Regions from separate parts of the Podarcis muralis genome. Here region 1 is linked to region 2. The links are chromatin contacts, called in public Hi-C maps. All regions are on one chromosome and are shown on one strand. The core of a region is the stretch at or near the end of the contact, and the rest is flanking DNA. Distances in the headings are between cores, read along the strand shown.

Evidence for each region. A called contact is a pair of places that touch in the nucleus more often than the background predicts.
Region 1: a Hi-C map of tail shows a contact between it and region 2, with 5 times the contacts expected there. The contact joins the promoter of LOC144324980 here to the promoter of LOC114607268 in region 2. A contact is called at or near these places in 2 of 3 Hi-C or Micro-C datasets (blood and tail).

Annotation. Positions count from the first base shown.
Region 1 is chr12:2,450,035-2,456,784 of rPodMur119.hap1.1, forward strand. It overlaps LOC144324980, which reads right to left and starts at 5,197. Exons shown (of 1, transcript XM_077916656.1): 1 at 3,256-5,197. The coding sequence starts at 4,629. The coding sequence ends at 3,271. LOC114607282 (GTPase IMAP family member 8-like) reads left to right here. Exons shown (of 6, transcript XM_077916685.1): 6 at 1-1,260. The coding sequence ends at 50.
Region 2 is chr12:1,984,116-1,990,815 of rPodMur119.hap1.1, forward strand. It overlaps LOC114607268, which reads right to left and starts at 5,115. Exons shown (of 3, transcript XM_077916597.1): 1 at 3,798-5,115. It overlaps LOC114607340 (a long non-coding RNA gene), which reads left to right and starts at 4,282. Exons shown (of 3, transcript XR_013390293.1): 1 at 4,282-4,388; 2 at 5,961-6,065.

The sequences.
Region 1 (6,750 bases), core at 3,947-6,446, 470 kb after region 2:
CTCCCAAAGAAGGCAAAAGAGGAGCAGGAAGATCTCATCCTCCAATGTAGACGGAAGCAGTATCATCAATAAACACAGCAGAATAATTTGCGTTCTCCCATCATTATTGCACGTCCTCCGTGTGGCACTATTTCACGACCCTCATTCCCCCTTCCCTTCTCAACCTCCTTAAGCCTAAAGTGGGTTTCACATTTTGGACACATGGAATTCTGTGGCTTATCCACACTTCCTCTTGTTTTGCTGCCTCCCCACAGGAAACCCTCTCCTTGGCACTCAGTTGGAGCAAATGTCAATCGTCTTTCCTAAGGATTGATGTTTGCTCTGATTTGGAGCAGAAGAGGGGGTGTTCCATCGCAGAGGAGTGTGAAAAGGGGGGAAACCACTCAAACCGGTGTTTTCTAGGGACGGGATTGAGGAAGGGTGGACAAGCCCAGTGTGTGGTAAATAAATCAAGAATCCTATTTTAAAGTCATCCATGTTGGTGGCCATCAATATGAGCTTATTGTTCATATGTTGAATTAGATATATATGAGGGCACAAACATATTTTAAATGCTTAGAGCCTCTACAACCCTCTCAGGCCCTGGCAGTGGGCATGGGGAGTTCAGTGGCTGTGTGTGCACCAGGGGAAGGTGTCGAGGGCACAGTTGTGCCCCTGGAAAGCATATTGGCAGCTGCTGGTCTATGAGGCCAGGCTCCAAGGCAGCTGGAACATCCTTTTCTTCCCTTTCTGAGATCACTTAGCTCTTTCTGCCTCAGCAACGGACACCTGGTATCCGTTGCGCACCTGATGCTTCTCATTTCCTTTCCCCCTCCCCTCTCAATAAGTTGACATGACTCCTCCTTTCTCCGGCTTCCTCTCATTGGTAACACAGATTGACAAATGCTCCTGAGTTACCTTTTCAAGGACCCCGGAAGAACTGGGGGGGGGGGGAGTGTGTGTTTACACTGATCTCCTCACTCCTCTGAGTCCCGGTTTTGTCATGGCAGCTTATCAAAAGGTGTATTGAGTGTTGGGGCACAGCCCTGCTATGGTATATTTCTCCTGGTTTCCTTCCGTTCTCACTGTCACCCAATTCACTTTTCCTGCTATTCTGTATTCCATCTGATAACCTTTCCATAGGCTGTTGGCTTAAACGTAAGCTGAACACTGTGGGGGTTGATTTTGTGGGAAGGTTTACTTTATTTTTAAAAAACAATATTTTTACTAAACAATTTCAACATAACCAATCATCAATCCACATAATCAATTACATTATTTCCCCCCCCTTTCCCCCTCCTTCTCCCCCCCCCACCAGGGACTTCCCTCAGCTCCCCTCTCTGATTTCTTTACACATATTGTTCTCTGCATGTTATAAAATTGTGCATATCCTTGCCTTATCTATCATGTGTTCAACTAATAAATTTGTGGATGTTTATTCAAAACCTGCCAAGGAGTCCAAGTCATTTTGTTGTCTTTTTAGGTAATTTGTAAAAAGTTCCCATTCTTCCTTGAAGTCACAATTGTCCTTTTCACGCAGTTTGTATCTCAGTTTGGCCAGTTCCGCGTAGCTTATCAGTTTTTCTTGCCACTGTTCTTTCGTTGGGATTTCCTCATTCTTCCATCCTTGTGCTATCAAGACTCTTGCCGCTGTTGTAAATAAGTTCTTTATTTTTCTTGGCAGGTCTTGTTCTACAATCCCTAACGGGAAGGTTTACTTTAGCAGAGTTAAACAATCCCCTTTATAAGTTTATGCAGTGATCAGCTTGTACTGACTCGTCTGAGTTCTATTAGTAAAGATGACTCCTAGTTAAAAATCCCTTTGAATCCTTCTTAAAGAATACACACACAAATCTGATTCATGTTAATATAAAACTATTTTACTCTCAGATTCATTCAGTTTACAGAACTGTACCTGAAGGCAGGCTTAGGTTACATAACAAGCAAATAAACTAGACTAGAGGGAAGCTGGTCCTGAGGTGAGTGCAACTGAGCAGTTATCTTTCAAAACTACCAGCAACCGACAAACTGGTTGTCACAGCAACCGGTTAGAACATGGAGGCTGTTAGTCCTCTGTCGGAATGTTGCACTTGACTGCAGCTTTACATCCTACAGATTTCACCAATAAGCGGCTTGGAGGGCATCACCCTTGCCTTCCCTCTTGGCCGAGTAAGATTGACACCATTGACCATAACATCCTTCTGGACCGTCTTGAGGGACTGGGAGCTGGGGGCACTGTTATACAGTGGTTCCGCTCCTTCCTCCTGGGCCGTGTTCGGAAAGTGGTGGTGGGGGATGAGTGTTCAGACCCTTGGGCCCTCACTTGTGGGGTGCCTCAGGGTTCGGTCCTCTCCCCCATGCTTTTCAACATCTACATGCAGCCGCTGGGAGAGATCATCAGGAGGTTTGGGCTGGGTGTTCATCAGTATGCGGATGATACCCAGCTCTACCTCTCTTTTAAATCAGAACCAGTGAAGGCGGTGAAGGTCCTGTGTGAGTGTCTGGAAGCGGTTGGAGGATGGATGGCGGCTAACAGATTGAGGTTGAATCCTGACAAGACAGAAGTACTGTTTTGGGGGGACAGGAGCCGGGCAGGTGTGGAGGACTCTTTGGTCCTGAATGGGGCAACTGTGCCCCTGAAGGACCAGGTGCGCAGCCTGGGAGTCATTTTGGACTCACAGCTGTCCATGGAGGCACAGGTCAAATCTGTATCCAGGGCAGCTGTTTACCAGCTCCATCTGGTACGTAGGCTGAGACCGTATCTGCCTGCAGACTGTCTCACCAGAGTGGTACATGCTCTGGTTATCTCCCGCTTGGACTACTGCAATGCGCTGTACGTGGGGCTACCTTTGAAGGTGACCCGGAAACTACAACTAATCCAGAATGCGGCAGCTAGACTGGTGACTGGGAGCGGCCGTCGAGACCATATAACACCGGTCTTGAAGGACCTACATTGGCTCCCAGTACGTTTCCGAGCACAATTCAAAGTGTTGGTGCTGACCTTTAAAGCCCTAAACGGCCTCGGTCCAGTATACCTGAAGGAGCGTCTCCTCCCCCATCATTCTGCCCGGACACTGAGGTCCAGCTCCGAGGGCCTTCTGGCGGTTCCCTCACTGCGAGAGGCCAAGTTACAGGGAACCAGGCAGAGGGCCTTCTTGGTAGTGGCACCCGCCCTGTGGAACACCCTCCCATCAGATGTCAAAGTGATAAACATCTACCTGACATTCAGAAGACATCTGAAGGCAGCCCTGTTCAGGGAAGTTTTTAATATGTGACATTTTAGTGTATCTTTCATCTTTGTTGGAAGCCGCCCAGAGTGGCTGGGGAAACCCAGCCAGATGGGCGGGGTACAAATAATAAATTATTATTATTATTATTATTATTATTATTATTATTATTGCCGGGACAAACGTTGCATTTTCCTGAGAAGAAACTGATAGTGGAGCAAAAGCGGTTCAGCAGGTCCCAGGTATGCCAGCAAGGATAGTGGCAGGTGAACTCGCAGTTCTTGCAGTTGGTTGCATATTGATGAGCTCCAGAAAGGTCTTGCTTCACTTTGACGGTGACTGGGAGCTCATACGCAAAATCTCTGTTGGCCGCCATGTCAGCTTTGTGCTGGTCAAGGACTTGTTCTGTTTGCTTCAGTTCTTCCAGTTTGACCAGCGCAGTTTTGATCTGGGGCAACAGGCCCTGCACAACCGTCTCCAACTCTTTCCGCTCCCTGAGAACTTCCTTCGTCAAAGACAAACTCCTCGTGTTCAGTTTGCTTAACGAGTCAAAGTAGGTCTTCATGCTGATCATACCCATTTTCCAAAACATTTCGTCAATGTTAGGGCTCTCCCCGTCCCCCACGACATTGTTGGCAAACAGGGCGGAATTGTTGAATTTGAAATGCATGGGGTTCCCCTTGCCATCTTTGGCGCATGGAACGTCGGCCGTCTTAATGGCCTCAAGGACCAGGGGAGTCTGTGAATCTGCAAAGGTGGTCAGGAACTGGATGTTCTTCTTGATATCTTTCCCAAAGATGGAGAGCACGGAATCAAAGACGTATTTCTCGGCTGCTGTTAAGCGGTTTGTGGAAGCCTTGACCACGAAGCAGACGCAATCGATGTGGTCGATTCCTCCTGGGATGGAGAAAAACTCCCGGATCTTCTCCTCTAACTTTTTGTCCTGTTCTATTCCTCTCGTGTCTCCGAATCCTGGAGTGTCAACAAAAGTGAGAGAGCAAGGGATCTTGAGACCCTCTTGATAGTTCACCACGTAAGCCCTCACTTCGGATGTCTGGCTTTCTGCTTGGTTTCTGCCGGTCACTTCATCAATAAGTTTGAACCGGAATTCGTCTCCCCATTGCACGCCCAGGATGTAGTTGATCATCCCATTGATGAGAGTGGTTTTCCCTGATCCAGACGCTCCCATCATCATGATCACTTTGTTGGCGATCTGCAAGTTCTCTTTTCCTAGATGGTACTTTGGAGACGTTTCAGAAGCCTTTTTCAGTTTTAATGCATAAACAGAAGGGTCACCCCTTTCTACAAGGATACTTTCTTTGAGATATTTCTGAGGTGGTTTGATTTTACTTCTTTCCTGTGTTCTGGAAGATGCCATCTTCTTTTTAACAAACTTGCTGTCACAATTAAAAGAGAAACACATGTATTAGAAAAATAAATGTACTCTTTTTCCTATCATTATCATTATGATTTTATCACTTTCGACACACGTTGAAAGTACAAAATGCAATAAAAACAGTTCAAAAACATTTTAAAACAAATAGCAGCAACTTAAAAATTAAAAACCCCAATACCAAGCAGACCATCAAGGCACAAACTTCCTTCATTCGGCTGTGAAGGCTTGTTGGAACAGAAAGATGTCTTCTATTTTTTTCTGGGTGCCTGTCCTATCTTGACAGAAATGCTGTTCCACAGATCAGAGGCAGCCACACTAAAAGCCCTGCTCTGAGTTACCAGTTAGAACCTGGGTGCATATCTCGGGTAAGAATTTCTCAGTTATCAAAGAAACAAACAAACAAAATCAGGACTGTCCCAAGTCGGAACATTCAGGTGTGATTCCAGTAATGCAGAGGATCGGGCCCCTTCCAACTCTGCAATTCTCTGATTCTATGATTTGGAGCATATGGGAGACCACATATTCAAAATATTCAAAATCAGCACCAGATGACATCACATTTGGATGGAATTTGCCACCTGTGTGACTGTACTGTGAAATAAGCTACAGAAAGCCAACGGGTCCACTTCTCTTCTGAGAACCCAGATTTGGTGGGTCAATTTCTCTGATGGGGCTATGCCTAAGGCTTTTTAAAACCAGGTCATAATAGATTACATAGAAATATCCTTCCAGTCCTGAGCTCCAACTAAATGGGCAGCTGTGAGCAAATGAGTTGTTAGTATCTTGCTATGTAAATTGGAGTTACATCCCAGAAACATGGAGACTAAACACAACCAGGGACATTTCGAAAAGCATCAAATCCCAAATTTTGCTTACATGCTCATAATACCACCACAAATGGTAGTTAAGAACCTTTCACATTGGAAACCCATCAACAAAAGGGGGAGCAGCGTTTCAGCATGTGGTTTAGGCGCACGGGGGTTTACATATTGTTTTTAGTGAATGTTGATGAATCCGACCATTTTCAATGCACTTCCTTTTCCCATTAATTGATGAAGACTGGTAAAACAAACAAACCAAGGGAACACACAGAAATGTCTAGAATGCAATAGCCCAGATGGTCCACAGCCGCCTGCCCCCTCCCTCCTGCAAGGAAGCAACTGGCAGCAGCAGAGGTGCTCAGCATCTTAGGAAGGTGCCATATCCTGAGTCAGGGCAGGGGTCCCCCTAGTTCCACCCCAAAGCCCGGGAGAGCCTTGCGCTGCAGCCTTCATTCCTTTGCTCCAAGTCTGGGCCCTGTCAGGATGGATTTGTGGCCTTTCCAAAGAGCCAGAGAGCAGGAGGCATCAGCGCAAGATCCCTGTCACCAAGTCCCCTCTGAAATATGCTGTGGTTTACAGCAGCCATGCAAAAGAAGCTTTGGACAACAAAAGAAGCCGCAACAACTTCTAATGTGCAAATGCATCTTACCAGAAACATGGAAAACGGATGACTCTCCCTTTGTCCACAAGTGGCTCTCTTGCTTGAGTTTGTCTCGACTTGCGTTGGTCCCCTCTTAAAGCACAAGTCTGTTTCAGGCACAGAGGCCACTTCTCCTTTTATCTATGGTATTTGGGAGTGACTAAGTGCAAGGGGACAAGGTTCACTTTCAAGGGGAGAAGGAAGTTGCGAGATGGTGGAAGCCGCTCCCACTCGTCAGCATTTCACTCCAAAAAGGCTCTTCAGCAGTGCATCGTAAACTTGGAAGGGACCCCAAGGGCCATCTAGTCCAACCCCTCCTGCGGTCTCCCCACAAGTCGGATCCATGCAGAAACAAGGTCCTTAGTTGCACAACCCTCCCTTTCCTGGTAAGGTAAAGGGACCCCTGACCATTAGGTCCAGTCGTGGCTGACTCTGGGGTTGCAGCGCTCATCTCGCTTTACTGGCCGAGGGAGCCAGTAAAGATATAGATATAGGACACAATATAGATTTTAACCTCTGAGGAAAACTCTGGAAAAGTGACTTGAAGATTACAGCATGTTATTCTTTGAAGGAGAACTACCTGAAAATGATTGACAGATGGTACTTTACTCCGAGTAGGCTTGCTAAGATGTATAAGACAGAATCAAATAATCCGGAGCGATGTGGGGTGAGTGGCGCGGTGCTTCG
Region 2 (6,700 bases), core at 3,865-6,364:
GGATGGATTTGTGGCCTTTCCAAAGAGCCAGAGAGCAGGAGGCGAGGGCATCATCAGCGCAAGATCCCCGTCACCCAGTCCCCTCTGCAAGATGCCAGCTGGAACGGTTTGCAGCAACCATGCAAAAGAAGCCTTTGACAAAAAAAGAAGCCGCGACAACTTCTAATGTGCAAACGCGTCTTACCAGAAACGTGGAAATTGGATGACTCTCCCCTTGCCCACAAGTGGCTCTCTTGCTTGAGTTATTTCAGGGGAACAGAACGACTTGCGTTGGTCCCCTCTTAAAGCACAAGTCTGCTTCAGGCACAGAGGCCACTTTTCCTTTTATATATTCGGGAGTCACAAAGTGCAAGGGGACAAGGATCACTTTCAGGGGGAGAAGGAAGTTGCGAGATAGTGGGAACCCATTTCCACTCGTCAGCATTTCACTCCAAAAAGGCTCTTCAGCAGTGCATCATAGAGGTGGAAGGGACCCCAAGGGCCATCTAGTCCAACCCCTCCTGTGGCCTCCCCACAAGTCGGATCCATGCAGAAACAAGGTCCTTAGTTGCACAACCCTCCCTTTCCTGGTATCTGGACCCAAAATGGATCCATGGAAGCTGGCTGGTTTCATACAGCAGGGATCGACATCACAGGGGATCTGTTCTCCCCCCTGGGCTTTTGGGAAAGAGGTTGTCAGCAGGGCCTCCATCTTGGCCTCAGATATGGGGGCTCTTGGCAGTAGAGGAAGGTTTCCCTCGACATCGAGCCACAATCAGCCTCAATTTTATGAGATTGGGAGAGAAGAGGCTTTCTGGAGCAAAAGCAGTCCACCCCGGAAGGAGGGCCCTGAGATGTTTGGGTGAAGGACGGTATACAAACAATAACAGTGATAATAAATATTATCTTTCATTTTTATGCACTGTGGCAGCAGCAGGGCCATGCTCTGAGGGAACCCTTCCAACCCCTCACAGATGAAGGAGGAAATTCTGTGTATTCAGAGGGTGGAAGAGCTGACAGGAGTTTGCCTCCCGGTATAAATGTGATGGGGCCGTCCCTTCAGGCAGGCGTGGGGAACCTTTGCCCCTCCTGAGGCTGATGAACTACAACTCCCACCACCCGGCCCTTTGGCCAGGCTAGCTGGGGCCGGTGGGAGTTGCAGTTCAGCAACATCTTTTGCGCCCAAAATCCCCCCCGCCTGCCTAGGGAAAGGAACCTTTTGAACTCCTCATGATGAACTCCCCTCACAAATCTTATTTCTTTGACTGGCCAAAGGCTCTTCCGATGCTGCTCTGGAGGGAAACATTTTGAACCTGCTGTTCTGGTGGCCTCAGGAAAAAGAGCGGGAAAATCCTAGCTGTTTCTGAGGGGAAAGTGTCCAAAATTCTCCTCAGAACCAGTCCTCAAACTGCTTAGGGCAATTCACTCCTTTTGCTTCTGAGGGGGGGAGAGAAACTTGCACAGTCAGCTTCTAGGTTAACAATATTTGTTCTGTGATTTCTGCCCATCCTGCAGCGTTTGCACAAAACTCAAGAGCACCCCTCCTTAACTCCTGCGATTTCAGGCCTGGAAAAGCGATGAGGAAGGAGATACGCTGCCATTCACTTTTCATAATATCCCTTCTGAGTGTTCGGTGTAATCTCTCACATCCCTGACTAGCACCCTATTTATGAAGCTGAAAAGCTCTGGGTGAAGGGACTTAATATCACTGTCATCAAGGAACAGGAGGAGGAAAACGTGGCCTATTTGGGGCACATATTTCTGCCCCCCTCATCGCCCTCTTGGCTCCGGTCGCCATTTCACGCATCAGAACTGTGGGGCTGGATTGATGCTGCACCAAAATGGCTGCCCTGTTGGGGAAGGCTTTTCCAGAGGGGCTTCCACAGAGGAGTCGGGAACCCCCAAGCCCACTCCCCAAAGTGGCCCTTCCTGGCAAGCGGAGAGAGGCTGTTTCCCCCACCATGCTGGCCTCACAAAATGGAGCCCGAGGGCGCATTGCCTGTCATGTGGCCCCAGGCTGAGGGGAGAGAAGAGGAGGCTGAGGGGATCCTCCCGCCTGGCCATGGCCTTACGAAGAACAGTGGCAGGATTTGGCCTGGAGAGCAGTGCCATAAGAATGGTGGGGAGGGCAGAGGGGACCCTCCGGGGGGGATGCCCCCCATCATTCACTTCACCCTGAACTCTACTGACTTGGCCTTGGGCACAATGCCCACCACAAGGTGGATATGGCGGTTCTAATGGGGGTCGCCCCCCATTTCCTGCCTGCACCCCTCTCCCATTGTACAGGCTCCCGAGACGGAGTCGGCACAGGAGAATATGGGGCAACCAAGCCCCGCTTCTCCCCCTTAAATAGGTTTGTGAGCTGTGGTGGATCCTCAGATCCGGCCTTGGCTTTCCTCTGGCTCCAGGATGATCTGGCATTATTAGATATATAATATATATTTAAAAATCTGTTGGAGGTCTGGCTGTGTCAGAGCATTGTGTGGGGCTCTTCTCTCCCATTCGTGACTAACTCTGCCTTCCCTCAGGGGACACGGGGGGGGGGGGGGCGGCATTACTGGGCCCCTCAATATAGGAGGAGAAAGAACGCTAAAAAATATCCAAATTCATTTCCTCAATTCAGAAATGATAACCGTAGGCATATAGGTTTTGAACACACCTTCAAAAAGTCTAATTATTTTTGCAGGATTTTCCTCAAAAGAAGGATTTTGATTTTTCCAATTGCAAATATCGGAGCTTGTAAAAGGGACATGTTGAATGGTAAAGGTCCTTGGGGGTCAAACGCCCTCATCATCTGGCTGTTCCAAAGGATCATACACTTGCCGGAGAGGGGCCACCACAGCGGTTTGGACAAAGCCTTCGATTTAAGTGTCTCTACATGTTTTGTTGCCCTGTCCCACGCTGTGCTCAAAACCTTTTGCTTCTTTCTCTTCACCTTCCTGGCTTGCATCACAAGGGGGTTGGGGAGGGGCAGAGGGGGGAATCTTCTCATTTGGGTCCTCAGTCTGGGCATTGGGCGGAGAAGCAGCCCTATTTGCTCCCAGATTTGGTTGCCTTGGTGCAGTTGCTGCATATGGCGTGGGGGGGGGGTAATTATCTCCTCTTCCAGGACTGGCAAAACTGGTGGCTTTTTAACTTGTAATTGTACCGAACACAGTTTGACTTGGGCAGTCACAATTCTATTTTTCCGAAGCCATGAGGGATTTTGATCCACATTGGCTTTCCAGATAGAAATATAGGGAATCTGATCTGTGTGGGCCTTGAAAATGTTACTCCATAAAATGTTGACCAAGTTTGGATCATAGGATCCTCCAGGAGGCCATTCTGGTAAATACGAAGGCCAGTCAACTTCACATAAATGTTGGAGTCTGCTTTTTTTGAGTTTACATCCCCACTCTTCTGCTTTCGTGGCACTTTTCCAGTTTTCCAGAAAGCTCTGTAGTGGTGTCTCAAGAATTGTTTTACTGCTTTTATTTCCCATGACTCTGGGATCCTGGGGACACTGGGACACTCAGCCCTCCTAACGTTATTTTTTTTTTCACTCAGTCACAGACCAGACGTTGCTTTCAATGTCTCACACACTCAAAACATTCACTGGAGTGTCCCCACACGCACATTCAGAAAAACCCATGCACCTCTCCCAATCCCCTTTTTACCAACACCAAAACCACAACCGGCAGCGCTTAGACTTCGACCGGGGCCCAGCAGCACCCTTTTTGCTGCTTTTCTGGGCAAAACCAAAACCAGTGGCACCTTTTACTGCCCTACTGGTGGAGCTGATCAAACTCTTTGCTCCCACCTAACTCTGTGGAGCCTACCTTGTTCCTCGAGGTACCTTCTTTCTGCACGGCCGTTGCTCTTTCTCTCCGTCACTTTGTCGCGTGTCCACTCAGGAACGGGTGGCCAGTCCCTCCCATGAAGTTGGCAGGATGCGCGCTGGAACTGTTGACCCGGTATCCCGAGCTGCTCGCCTTGCAGTGACGTCCTGGACCTCTTTGTCCCTCGATCTCGGGGAACGTGCTTTTTCCCGGCCCGATGCACCAGAAATATGAAGCCTTTTTAATCCATGGGTAGGAATAATTGTTGCACCCGAGCAGAGACAAAAGGAGCCAAACGACACCAAGGGGTTAAATCCAGAGAAAGAGCGTTTTATTCTGCCATGGGGGGGGGGGCAGAGGCACCTGTGTGATTCAGTTCACAAAAGACAGGCCGCACCGAAAACATTTTACAAGCAGGTTTTATCCTTTTTTCAAACCCCTTTTTTCCCTCTCCCCCTTCACAGATTCTTACATAGAAATGTTGCTTTTCGTTCTCTGGCTCTGCTCCCGGAAGTATGTTGCAAATCAATGTACCAGGACAAGGTTATCTTGGATCTGGGAAGCGAAAAGCTTTACTGTTCTCAGCTGTAGGTTTGTTACAGCGTTTTTGTTACAGAGAGGACTGCTTAGCTCATGCTTTTTGTCTTAGAGGAATATGCAGTTTTAAAATGCGTACGCCAAGGCCTGGCTGGGGGGGGGGGGATTCACAAACAGTTTTTAGGGCTTTCTGGGGTAACCCTAACTGTACCCCTTCACCGAGGGGCCTAGCAGGTCCGGTTTCAGCCATTACTTTCCTGAAGCAAATTCTGTTTCCATGGGAGAAATGTTGGAGGGGAGGCCAAGGGTCCCCAGTGAGCGATGTAATTTCTTCAAGGCCTGACGCCTCGTGAAGTGATAAGAGAAGGCCTTGCGAGGGATTCTGTTAGGGGTTGATTTAAAACCAGGCCCCCCAGTCTGGCCTCCCAGTGGCTTCTTGTGGTAATAAAAATGGCTGAGTGAAATTTGGGGCCTGTATAAGTGAGTCCTTAGCACACCCCACAATCGCCTGACCGTGGCTCCCATAGGTTCAGGTTGGGGGTCACAAGCAAGAGACTCCAGCCAGGAGATTGAAGCAAAACAGGAGGCCTGATCTTTATTGTTGCAACAAGACTTCAAACTACCACATGGAAGAAGCAGAGGGAAGCCCCAAACAAAGGATGGCTCCACTTTTTTTTATAAATTTCCCAAAGTTTCCCATAAAACATCATACATTTGTCATGACTATGTCCTGAATTGGGAGGGGTCTTCTGGCAGAAACCTGAGCACCAGTCTTGCCCTGTCCCTCCTGACCTTCACCTTCCAATCTTTTGGTGAAACAAAAGTATTTACATTTTCAGTTTTCCCAGCCAAGTTCAGCACACCCTTTGTCTTGAAGGAGACCCCAATCCACTGAGGTTGGGTTTGCAATTGTTCTTGGAATGACTACCAGGATGCCAGAAATTATCACCCAGGCAGTGGGGCCTGCTGGGTACGTGGTCTCACATTTCAGGAATTATGGCTGCCCCTACCCATGGTTCCAAGATTCTCCTCTGATAGCCATTTTCCCTCTGAGTAGAACAAGATTGGAATGGTGTAAATGCGTCACTGGAATGATTTTATATGAATTTCTAAATTTTTCCCATTGAACTAATACATAGAGACATTTATTAGGGAATTGCTACATTTGGTAGGTCTCTCGCCCCCCCCCCCCCTTGCAATTTCCTGGTAACAGGCTCAAGCACACTTTCTCGGCAGAGGACTGAACAGTTATTCATTTTGCTTTGCTGCTTATCTGGGAAAACCTGCTGTTTACTGCTGAATTTGAACAAACCCGACTGACATTTCTTAAAGATCCAGTGGTCGAGAAGGGATTCACCCGAGGAAAGCAGCGGGGCAAGGGCAAAACCGCTTGGACCTGTGCCTGGGAAGCACGAGACAAGTGGAAGTTGGACTAGGCCAAAGTGTCCTGGTGGGGCTCTGCTTGGCCACAGTAGTTTCCCCAAGGCCTCTCTTTTGGTTAATGCAAAATAACAAGGGCAGTCGTATTACAGGCACATATTACATTGCGGGACTGACACGTAGTGGATATTTTAAATGTTATGTTCTTAAGGTCCCTCCAGACATTTCTGTTGCTCTGAACTGTAGGATGAAGCTCAGAAGAAAGAAGCAGGTTTCCATGAAATGCTGATCTGGGGGACCGGTTCCTGGAACCTCTCAATTTTCTTCCTCATCTGAGCAGATTTTGCAAAGGTATTTATTTTCATTATTGTACAAGGCACACTGGAAAGAGGATGTGGCCTCTGCGACCGAGTTATTCTGAAACTGAATCTGAAAGGGGTGGTGATGGTCACAGGCGTTCAGAGGGGCTAATGTGGAGCAAGGGTCTGAAAGAGGAAGTTGTCCTTCTTGCAAACTGTAAACGCAGCGTCTCCTTTTGCAACGGTTAGGATTGTCCGTTCACGTGGAGTATCACAGGAGTATCTGTGGAGGGATGAATGCCTGGGCCTAGGAGGAGTGTTCCTGGTTTCCCTAAATGTGGCAGTTGTGAGACTATTCTGAACAAAGTCCTTGGACACAAGGGATGCTTCCAGATGTCCTCCAGTCACACATTTTCTTCAGCAGTGGCAGCGCATGAGGTGGGGTGGGAGCAGAAGTGGTCTCCAGGCAAGGTGGGGAGCAGGGGGTGGCTTGCCAGTGCCACTTCACCCCGCCCTAACCTGTGCACGGTGCCCACCCCCAGAATGGCACAGTTAATGCTCCCCACCCCATCATCCCTGCCATGCCACTGTACAGTTTGGGGGTAAGATTTCTGAGTGAGTTCTGGCTGTTTAATTCTCAACATATTTAGAGTGCACTGGACTAGATTTATTTTAAATTGGTTTCTG